2 separate regions of the Mus musculus genome follow, and region 1 is linked to region 2. Evidence: chromatin contacts called from public ChIA-PET data. All regions are on one chromosome and are shown on one strand. Each heading gives the region's core, a stretch centred on a gene start, on an enhancer-like site or on the middle of the called end of the contact. The rest is flanking DNA. Distances are from core to core; before and after follow the strand shown.

What was found. ChIA-PET counts read pairs in DNA pulled down with a chosen protein or histone mark.
Region 1: a contact with region 2 is called in an RNA polymerase II ChIA-PET map of memory CD8 T cells, with 5 read pairs. The contact joins the promoter of Paqr4 here to the enhancer-like site in region 2. A contact is called at or near these places in 7 of 39 promoter capture datasets (cranial neural crest, embryonic stem cells and trophoblast stem cells), 1 of 15 datasets of contacts at CTCF or cohesin (embryonic stem cells), 2 of 115 datasets of contacts at active chromatin or transcription factors (embryonic stem cells and memory CD8 T cells) and 3 of 9 other capture datasets (embryonic stem cells, liver and pancreatic islet).

Annotation. Positions count from the first base shown.
Region 1 is chr17:23,737,425-23,742,535 of GRCm38.p6, reverse strand. It overlaps Paqr4 (progestin and adipoQ receptor family member IV), which reads left to right and starts at 2,206. Exons shown (of 3, transcript NM_023824.3): 1 at 2,206-2,676; 2 at 4,175-4,396; 3 at 4,537-5,111. The coding sequence starts at 2,511. The coding sequence ends at 4,970. It overlaps Kremen2 (kringle containing transmembrane protein 2), which reads left to right. Exons shown (of 10, transcript NM_028416.2): 8 at 54-179; 9 at 261-339; 10 at 565-1,337. The coding sequence ends at 775.
Region 2 is chr17:23,617,608-23,622,705 of GRCm38.p6, reverse strand. It overlaps the pseudogene Gm7912. Among named protein-coding and RNA genes, the nearest start is that of Zscan10, 19 kb to the right of the region's middle. Within about 2 kb of position 2,170, at least 22 of the 459 cell types and tissues checked have an H3K27ac peak or open chromatin away from gene starts, as enhancers often do. A contact at or near this core is called in memory CD8 T cells, where this site is marked.

The DNA of each region.
Region 1 (5,111 bases), core at 957-3,456, 120 kb before region 2:
GCCGCCCACACAACCGCACTCCTGGCCACCTCGCCTCACACCTCTCTCCGCAGGGCTGCAGGATACAGTGGAGGGCAGAGCATCTCCAGAGGATTCAACTGAGAGTCTCGCAGGGGACCCCGATGGGGCTAACGCGAGCTGCAGCCCCAAGCCCGGAGCTGCACAGGCTTCGATAGGTGGTGAGGCTGATTTACAAGGTGGGAGTTAAACAAGGAGTGGCTTTTCGGAGGCCTGTCCTCATCACACCCCTGTGCCCACAGCCCGAGTCTTCTCCACCGTGACGGCCTTCTCTGTGCTGCTGCTGTTGCTCCTGTCCCTACTGCGTTTGCTGCGTCGACGGTGCGGGCGCTGGGGCAGGGCCTGAGGGCAGAGCCCGCACTGGGCGCCTGATGCCTCGTGCCTCGGGTGTGGGGTCTCCGGTGGGAAGCCTGGGCTGGGGGACGAAGCTAGGAAGGCCCTGGGTTCTTGAGTGGGCGAGGCCGTGGGAGAATTGGTTTGCAGGCAGAGCAGGATGTTAGAGGCAGGGCTGGGTATGGGTCCAGCTGACGTCTGCTCCCTCCCTAGGAGCTGTCTGCTGGCTCCAGGAAAAGGGTCTCTGGCCATGGGACCTTCCCGGGGCCCCGGGAGAAGCTGGGCTGTGTGGTACCGCCGGCCCCGAGGGGTGGCCCTGCCCTGTCCCCCAGGGGACTCTCAGGCTGAGGGTCCTGCTGCGGGCTACCGTCCCCTGAGTGCCTCCAGCCAGAGCTCCTTGCGCTCGCTCGTCTCTGCTCTCTGACCCCAGACGTACGTGAGTCCATCACCACTTCTGCCAGCGAGATGGACACCCGAGATATTATGCAGCACCCTACCTCGACCTTGTGCCCCTTTAAAAGCAGCTCGGTCTCTGATCATCTCGGGAAGACCAGAAGATCGGACAGGAAGCATCCAGTGCTATTTGGGAACTTGGCCTGACCCTTGGGGTCCAGATGACTGAAGCCAAAGGACAAAGGGAATCCAACACCCTAATTCATGGACCTTGATGTGATGGGTGGTGTTTGGTTTCAGGGTTCTTTGCGCCTCTTTTGGGGATGGTCCTGGACTGCTGCCCTCGATGAAAGGTTAGGGGCCAACAAAAGTGATCTAAAGCCGGGCGTGGTGGCGCATGCCTTTAGTCCCAGCACTCGGGAGGCAGAGGCAGGAGGATTTCTGGCCAGCCTGGTCTACAAAGTGAGTTCCAGGACAGCCAAGGCTATACAGAGAAACCCTGTCTCAAAAAACAAAACAAAACAAAAACAAAAACAAAACAAAAGTGATCTAAAGACTCAGTATAGACTTAAAATAAAAGGCCTATTTTGGTAGAGGCTTTAGCAAGTTCTTTGCGCGAGGAAGAACCTGTCGATAAGGGTGTGGGCAGGGGGGCTGCAGGTGGGATGCTGGGTGTCCACACTGTGAGCTTTCTTATGAGAGGATGTGGAAGTTGGTCTTGGGTAGTTTTATGAGGAAGAAGCGCCTTCCTTGTCCCTGCCAGAGTAGAAGAGAACCGACCTTGCTTCCCTGGTCTCCTGCCTTTGCCCGTTCCTTGCCTGTACTGGGCAGGGCTAAGGGTGTGCTTTGTGGGCGATAAAAGGGAGTGAATTGGGTGGAACCCAAGCTCGAAGCAGCCTGGCCGGAAGGGCTGGGCCTCGCTAAGGGTTCCAGGTGCACCACACATCTTAGACGCTTGGGTTCCCCGCCAATGGAAATATGCCTCCAAAGTGGGTAAGCGCCTGCGCTGCTCAGGACTCTTCTGGGGGGTGTGGGGGGTGGTGGTGGGGCGCTTAGCCAGCAGCACCTTGGACAGAGTCTGACTGTGGGTTTAGAGCTGGGTAGCCGGGTTATGTGCTTGAGGTAGGTGCCCAAAGGTGCGGCAACCTGAAGGTCATTAAGAAAGCTGGGGTGTGATAATGTTGGTAGACCCAAGGTGCTAGGCCACTCCAGTGGAGGAGCCCGACACAGAAACTCGCGTCGCAAGCCAACAGCCACTCCACGCAAAGAAGGCTGGAACCGCATATGTTAAAAAGAGAAGGCATGGGCGGTCTCGGGGCGGAGCATCTCCGTCCGCAGAGCCCATTGGTCCCTGCAACAAGAACGTCAGGAATCCAGCGCGCGAAACACAGGCAGGGTGGCGGGGGCGAGGAGCCGGGGTGGAGCCTGCTGTCCCCTCCGGCGTCCGGCCGCGCCCGTCCTCCGGGCTGCGGCGAGACGCCTGGCTGCCGTTGCGGCCAACCGGAGCTCTCCCTCCGCCGCTCTGCTACGGTGGAGCTGAATGCACTGAGCTCCGACCTGGGGTTGCCAGCTTTCTCTCCCTTGCGGGGGCGTCGAACTCGCGCGTGCGCAGCGCGTGAGGGAAGGGGGCCGGGACCTCCTTGCTGACCCGGGCAGGGCCACCGGATAGCCGGAGGTGAATCGGGATGAGCTTCCCAGCGCTGCAGCTCCACTGAGAAGGAAGCCCAGGCGCAGAGGGTCGCCGGTCGGCCGCAGTGCGTGAGGCCATGGCATTCCTGACCGGGCCTCGTCTCCTGGACTGGGCTAGCTCGCCGCCGCACCTGCAGTTCAATAAGTTCGTATTAACCGGCTACCGGCCGGCCAGCAGCGGCTCGGGCTGTCTGCGCAGCCTTTTCTACCTACACAACGAGCTGGGCAACATCTACACACACGGTAGGTGAGCCGCGCCCCGATTCACGCTTCTTGCACTCGCGGCCGCCTTGCCTGTGAGCACAGCAGCCCCCCAAGCTCAAGTCCTGGACTGTCCCTGCTCTGGTTGGGTCAGGCGCCGCGGTGACAAAGCTGCCATTGTCCCAAGCTTCGTTGCCAGCTCCTGCTTTCCCAGTAGTGCCCCAAAGCAGGACAGGGGAGCAGAGTGAGAGCCAGCTTAATCCGGCTGAGCTCTAGGGGTAAGAATCCTGGTATCCCCTTGATAATCCTGCGCCTTGGGCACCCTCCCCCTCCAGCGCTCATCCTGGAGATGGGCGTTCACTGGCTAGGAGGAATTGGAGAGAAGACTGCCCCTGCCTGACCCAAGCCCTTCCTCGCGATAGCCTTGAGTCCCCACGACCATAGCAGTACCGTGGGGCTCCGCTTTCCCCCACCCCGCCCCCCAACACACTTCTTGCGGGCCCCTAGAGCTCTGCTGACACAGCCCTGGCCTGTCCTTGAGCCGCCCCAGCTGGGAGAGGGAACTAGAGCCAGCTAGGTTTAGACTTGGGCTTTTCTCTAGAGGAAGAGCGCTATTGTCTAGTCAGACCCCCACCAAGAGTGGGGCTGATGCCTGCATTTGTCCTCTATTAAGGCAATGCCAACTGGTTGTGGGGAAGGGAGGAATGTCCAAGAAAGGCCAGCACTGGAAAGAACAGAGCTGAAAGCGCCCCAGTGGAGACAGGATAGGCTTCTTCCAGTCCTTTCCCCTCATTCTGGCCTTTCCTGGCTTTCTTTATGGAAAACAAAAAGACCCAAAGCCTCCATCTGCCTGGACATTTGACAATGTTAAGTAACCCTGAGGCTGGTATGTCCCTCCTGTCCTAATCAGAACTCAGGCTGAGGTCATGCTTCTCCAGATTTCTGCAGGACGGACAGACAGACAGACAAGACAGACCTGGTCTGGCCTCCTGTGTGGCAGGGAGGAACTGTGGCTTTAGCCAGGAATTGGTCTGCCCTGGTTCATCATCCTCTCTCCTTTGCCTACTCGCTGGGCTCAGCTGGGACAGATTACTCCAAGCTAGTTTTTGCACCTGCAAAGTAGGGCTTATTGTCTCTGCTTCCTAGATCTGCAGTGATCCTGACAGACAGTAACCCTTCTGAAAGTTTGTAGCCCGCAAGACCTGCTCTGTGTGGGCAGGCAGCAGCACTGAACTCTGCCTTGCTCTGACTTTCGTTTGTTTTTCATAGTCAGGCCACTTTAGTTTTTTTATTTTTAAACATACTCATAGTGTATGAGTGGGTGGGCAGGTGTACTTCTGCCCAGGAATGTGGAGGTTAGAAGACAATTTGTGAGAATTGGTTCTCTCCTACCATGTGGAGTTCAGGATCAAGTTAAGGTTGTCAGGCTTAACAGCTTTTACCGACTAAGCTATTTTCCTGGCTCCAGTTGGTACCTTTGTGGATATGATTCTCCTTTTATGCTGATTGTGTCTGATATATAACTCTCCCTCCCTTCTAGGGCTAGCCCTGCTGGGCTTCCTGGTGTTGGTGCCAATGACCATGCCCTGGAGTCAGCTGGGCAAGGATGGCTGGCTAGGAGGTACACACTGTGTGGCTTGCCTGGTGCCCCCTGCAGCCTCTGTGCTGTATCACCTCTTCATGTGCCACCAAGGAGGCAGTCCTGTGTACACCCGGCTCCTTGCCTTGGATATGTGTGGAGTCTGCCTTGTCAACACCCTTGGTGAGCCAGGGCCCCAGAGAGGTGGCGGCAGGGGCCACTGGTGGGAGCTGTGGGTTGGGAAGATCAGCTAATTTGGACTTAAACCCTTTCTCTCCTCTCCTCTCCTCTCCCCCCACCTCTCTCCCTCCCTCTCTCTGCAGGAGCCCTGCCCATCATCCACTGCACTCTGGCCTGCAGACCGTGGCTTCGCCCAGCTGCCCTGATGGGTTACACTGCACTGTCAGGTGTAGCCGGCTGGAGAGCTCTCACTGCCCCCTCCACCAGTGCCCGGCTTCGAGCCTTTGGTTGGCAAGCTGGGGCCCGCCTGCTGGTGTTTGGGGCCCGTGGAGTGGGGCTGGGCTCAGGGGCTCCAGGCTCTCTGCCCTGCTACCTGCGCATGGACGCACTGGCTCTGCTTGGAGGGCTGGTGAATGTGGCACGCCTGCCAGAGCGGTGGGGGCCTGGTCGCTTCGACTACTGGGGCAACTCCCACCAGATCATGCACTTGCTGAGTGTGGGCTCCATCCTCCAGCTCCATGCTGGGGTTGTGCCTGACCTGCTCTGGGCTGCACACCATGCCTGTCCCCCAGACTGAGCTGCCTCCTAGCTGCCAAACTGGCTTGCCCACAGCTTCCTGGACAAATTCCACCACCTTTCCTCCTACTGGTCTGCAAGGGGCTGGTTCCCTGGAAGAACCAGCACATGGGACTTCCTAGCTGGGAGACCATTCTTCATT
Region 2 (5,098 bases), core at 921-3,420:
ACCAGGCAAGTATGTGGTTCACTTGCATACATTCAGGCAAAATACTCTTACACATAAAATAATAAAATAGATAAACTCTAAATATTTTTAAAAGTTTCCTTTTTTTTAGCCTTCTTCATCAAAAATACATTTACTCGTAAAACTTTCACATTGCTTCTTGTTTAAATGACTTCTAATATTTTTTATGTTATATGCATGGGTATTTTGCTTGCAAGTATGTCTGTGTCCTGTGTATGTGTCTGGTGCCTGTGGAAGCCATTGAGGGTATCCGATCCCCTGGAACTGGAGTTACAGATGTTGTAAGACCTCGTGTGGGTGCTGTTAACTGAACACAGGTCTCCTGCAAGAGCACAGTGCTCCTACCTTCTGAGCCATCTCTTCAGCCCTGGAATTTTTTAAAACTATTTTTTACTTATGTATATTAGGGTGTCAGCCTGTCTGTATGTGCATTGGATATGGAGAGGTGCCTGTGGTGTGTGTGTGTGTGTGTGTGTGTGTGTGTGTGTGTGTGTGTGTGTTTGCTTGATCCCCTAGAACAGAAGCTTCAGGCTGTTATAAGCCACCATGCAAGTTCTGTGAATGGAGACTGGGACCTCTGGAAGAGCAGCAAGTGCTCTTAACCACTGAGCCGACTCTCCATCACCTACCCTCTCAACCTCTTCCTCCCTTCACTCCAAATGCCACCCCTTCCTTCTTCAAGTCCTCTCCTTTTAATTGACTGATTGATTAGTTTTTATTTTGTAACGCCTTTAGTCCAGTTAGTATTGTCTGTTGGGCAACTGGGCATGCTCAGGAGGACTTAGTGGGCTGGGGAATTGGGCAGGAAAAGGGATCTAACCTGGATGTTCCTGGTAGAGAGATGGCCTGACAATGGAGCTTGGGGAAGTAGGGGACAGCATGCGGCTCAGAGCATTCTCGTGTCTTCTAAAGCACTAACAACAATAGTCTTGTGCCTCTGCTCTCACTGGCTTGACCTTGCGCTTTTGCGGATGAGCAGAGCTACAGTGAACTCATCTGTACAGTGGAGTGGCCGTGTGCAGAAGCCAGCCTTTCGCAGCTCTCTTTCCCCTTCTTCTGCTCCTCCCTTCTTCCCATCCCTCTTCCTCAGTGCTCCCCGAGCCTTAGTCTGGGGCTAGGGAGGAGCACCACTTGAGTCTCAGCATTAACTGCTGCCCATTGTCCTGAGAAGCTTCTCAATACTGTGAGTTAACAGTATTGTTTTCTTCTCTCTGGCCTATGGGTTTCTGAGCCATGGGCTTTTAAAACCAGATTTATGGGTGTAGTGGTGCAGCACTTTCTTCCGGTAAAATCCACCGTGAAGAAGAAAGAACATCAGGAGCTAAGGTTTAGTTTAAACCTGTAGTGGCTGCTTGGAAAATGAAGATGCTCTTAAAAAAACAAGAAGAAAAAAAAAAAAGAAAGAAAGAAAAGAAAAGAAAAGAAAAGAAAAGAAAAGGAAGATGCAGACTCCAGATTGGAGGCTTATGTGTTTGTCATGCAAAGGCAGCAGACTAAAGGAGAGACGTGACTGCCCTGAGCAGTGACTGAAAACTGTAAGCCCTGGAACAGATTTGTGGAAGACGAGGGACATCTAAGCATTCCATATTGGAAGAAGAGACTTTGTTTTTGTTTGTTTTTTCGAGACAGGGTTTCTCTGCATATCCCTGGCTGTCCTGGAACTCACTCTCTAGACCAGACTGGCCTCGAACTCAGAAATCTGCCTGCCTCTGCCTCCCAAGTGCTGGGATTAAAGGCAAGTGCCACCAAGCCAGGCCTAAGAAGAGACTTTTATACATGAAAAAAAAATGCCTTTGTTTAGTAAATCACACAAAAATCCAGCAGAAATTGTCAAAATTCTGAAAGACAACCTGGCCGTTTTGGAAAAGCAAGACAAAAAGACAGATAATGCTTCATCAGAAGTGACAAGATCTCTGTAAGCAATGAAGGAAATTCTGTGTGGAATAAATGACAAGGACCCCACCCCCACCCCCAGAAGCAGTGGCTCAGCTGGCACAGGAGCTCCACAGCAGGGGGTTGCTGGTGACACCAAAAAAAGATGTGATCCAGATAGTCAACAACATCCTGAGAAGACAGATTGGTACCTGGTGTCCTACTGTGGAGTGCGTCAGTTCTCATCTTCACATCCTGTTTATGCTTCTCAAAGGCTGTAAAGGCCCACAGGTTGCCTTACAGTGTGGTTGTGGATTACGCTGAGAGAGTGTTTTCAACATGAGCCACTTGTCAAGTCGTCCTCTTCTCTAATCAGTCAGAGACTTCAAGTGCGTGGCGCTGTCCACATCTGATATCGCTTCAGATGCCGTTGCTACTCTCAAGGATTTGTTAACCAGATACAAAGTGATGGTAGCAGACTTCTTAGAAGAATTATGACACTATTTTTGAAGATGATGAGAAACTGCTGCAGTCTGAGAACTCCGTGACAAAGAGACAATCTTTAAAGTTGCTCGTTGAGCTGATCCTGAATTGCCACAATTTCACCATTATGACTCAGGTATATCAACAAGCTGGAGAACCTGAGACCGATGATGAACCTGCTTCTAGACAAAAGCCCAAACCTCCAAGTAAAAGCCTTTCACGTCTTTAAGGTGTTTGTGGCCAGCCCTCACAAAATGCAGCCTATCGAGGAGATTCTGTTAAAAAATCAGCCCAATTCCTGCAGGGAGATTCCTGCTTGCATGTTGAAAGGACTATTTTTAACAATGGAGAAGAAAAGCTGAGACATGATGAGAAAAGCTGCTGAAGCATCCCAAACCTTGGAAATCAAGCAACTACTGGCTGTTGCCTTCTCACCTTCAAGTGAAAGACAACAATTGTGAGGATACTTCCACACCAGGCTCAAGGACCAGGCAACAATTGGACTGAGCATGGGGACCCCAATGGAGAAGTTAGAAGAAGAACTGAAGGAGCTGAAGGGGTTTGCAACACCATAGGAAGAACAACAGTATCAACCAACGAGACACCACAGAGCTCCCAGGGACTAAACCAATGAATACACATGGAGACACCCAGGGTTGCAGTTGCATGTGTAGCAAAGGATGGCCTGATCTGGCATTAATGGGAGGAGAAGCCCTTGGTCCTGTGAAGGCTTGATGCCCCAGCATAGGGGAATACTAAGACAGTGAAGCAGGAGTGGGTGGGTGGGTGGGGGAGCACGCTCATAGAAGCAGGGAGGAGGGGGGCAGAAAAGGGAGTTTTTTGAGGGGAAACAGGGAAGGAGGATACAGAGTGAGTTCCAGAACAGCCAGGGCTACACAAAGAAACACTGTCTTGAAAGAAAAAAAAAATTGAAATGTAAATAAATAGTGGCTATCAAAAAAAAAAAAAAAAAAAATCAGCCCAAACTCAATGAGTTTCTGAGCAGCTTCCAGAAAGCAAGGACAGATGATGGGAAGTTGGCTGATGAGAAGCACCACCCGATTAAACAGATTTGAGACTTGAAGAGAGCAGCCCCGCAAGGATGGCCCTACCCTGACAGCCATTTGTCTCCCCTGACCAGTGTGGACAGTGCTGTTTCAAAATCTCTGTTTTTGGGAAGGCTTTGGAGGTCCTGTCTTTCTCAATTCATTGTTCAAGGTAGATGAAATAAAAACATTTGAGTGGAGAAAAAAAATCAGCCTAAAATAATATATTCATTTTAATCAAGTCTGTGATTGCTCATGGTATCAACCATTATGTTAATCATTGATCAAAAGCAGTGTAAGTCGAGCTGGACCCTGGGTCACCCAGGACATCAAGTCAAGGAACACGCAATGAGAGGGGACCCATCTGCTTTTGTTTATTTAGACAGGCTTTTTCAGGCACTGAAGAGATGGTAGACAGGACTGCATTCTCTGCTCGGTGTGCACCTTCCTTCCCTGCCTCTGCCTCCCAGGTAGTAAGTGGTTCCTGACATATGTAAGTAGGAACAGGTGCCCACCATGTCTGACCTATGACCCATGCCCATTCCAATTTTTGAGGGCTAGTCTGGGAGCAGCTGAGAGCCAAGTGAGATCAGTAGAGGTTACAGGGACAGAGAACACCCATGGGCTGTGACTCTCTCAGAGGAGAACTGCAAATAGGTGGCTGTAATCAGCAGTGCTCTGACGGCACCTCTGGAGGGTCAATGAGTGTGAAGATATTTCACTAATAGCTGTTGTTATGGAAAGAATGCTTCATGGTGACTGTTTTGAGAGGTGGGTCACAGTAGGTACAAACCATGGGGCTAGAGGGTCATGATAGACTTCTATCAGTAGAGGGGAAAGTGAGTCATGCATAAAAAAATGTTTCAAACGACTAAAAGTTCTCTCTTGTCCAGTTTGTTCTGTAATAAACTGTCATTCTGTAACCATCAAAAAAAAAAAAAAAAAAGAAAGAAAGAAAGAAAGAAAGAAAAAGAAAAAGAAAAAAAAGAAAAGAAAAAGAGAAAACCAAACCTAGATTTATTCTATTATCTCTTACATGATGTGCTTGTGTGTGGGTCTCTAAGTGCCAATGCCTGGGAAACTTGGAAGCATGGGGTACCCTGGACCTACAGTCACAGGTGGTTGTGAGCCACCTGACCCTCTATATGAGAGCAGGACATATTCTTAACCACTGACCCATTTCTCTGGCCCTCTCCACAAACAATTGGTTTTAGCCTTTAGCGCTTTAGGACTTTAGGGCTTTACAATCCTAGGCACGAAATCCCTCAGTGGAGCTGATCTCATATGCAATCCAAAAGTAGTTAGTTACCCATAGCCTCCATGATGCTCCCTCACCAGTGCGCACACAGTCTGGTGTGCACTAGGGAGCCACACAGCCATTTGTCGGATTCCTTCAGGTAGGAGAAGACAATGGTTAAATGTGAGAATAAACGTGACTAGAGAAAGCATTTCAATTCTTGAGAGCATTGAATATGAGGTAGCAGGAACTGGCAGACCTCAACCTCTCTGCCTTGTGGAAGCTGAAGCAGGGGCTTGTTGAAGGAGGAAGAATGCAGGGGGGTGGGGTGGAAGACGGTGGGGTGGGGTAGGGTGGTAGAAGCCAGAAGAGGGGAAGACCAGAGGAAAGATGAGCATCATGAAACATTTAGATGGTTTGAAAGCTACATGTGAACTTTCCC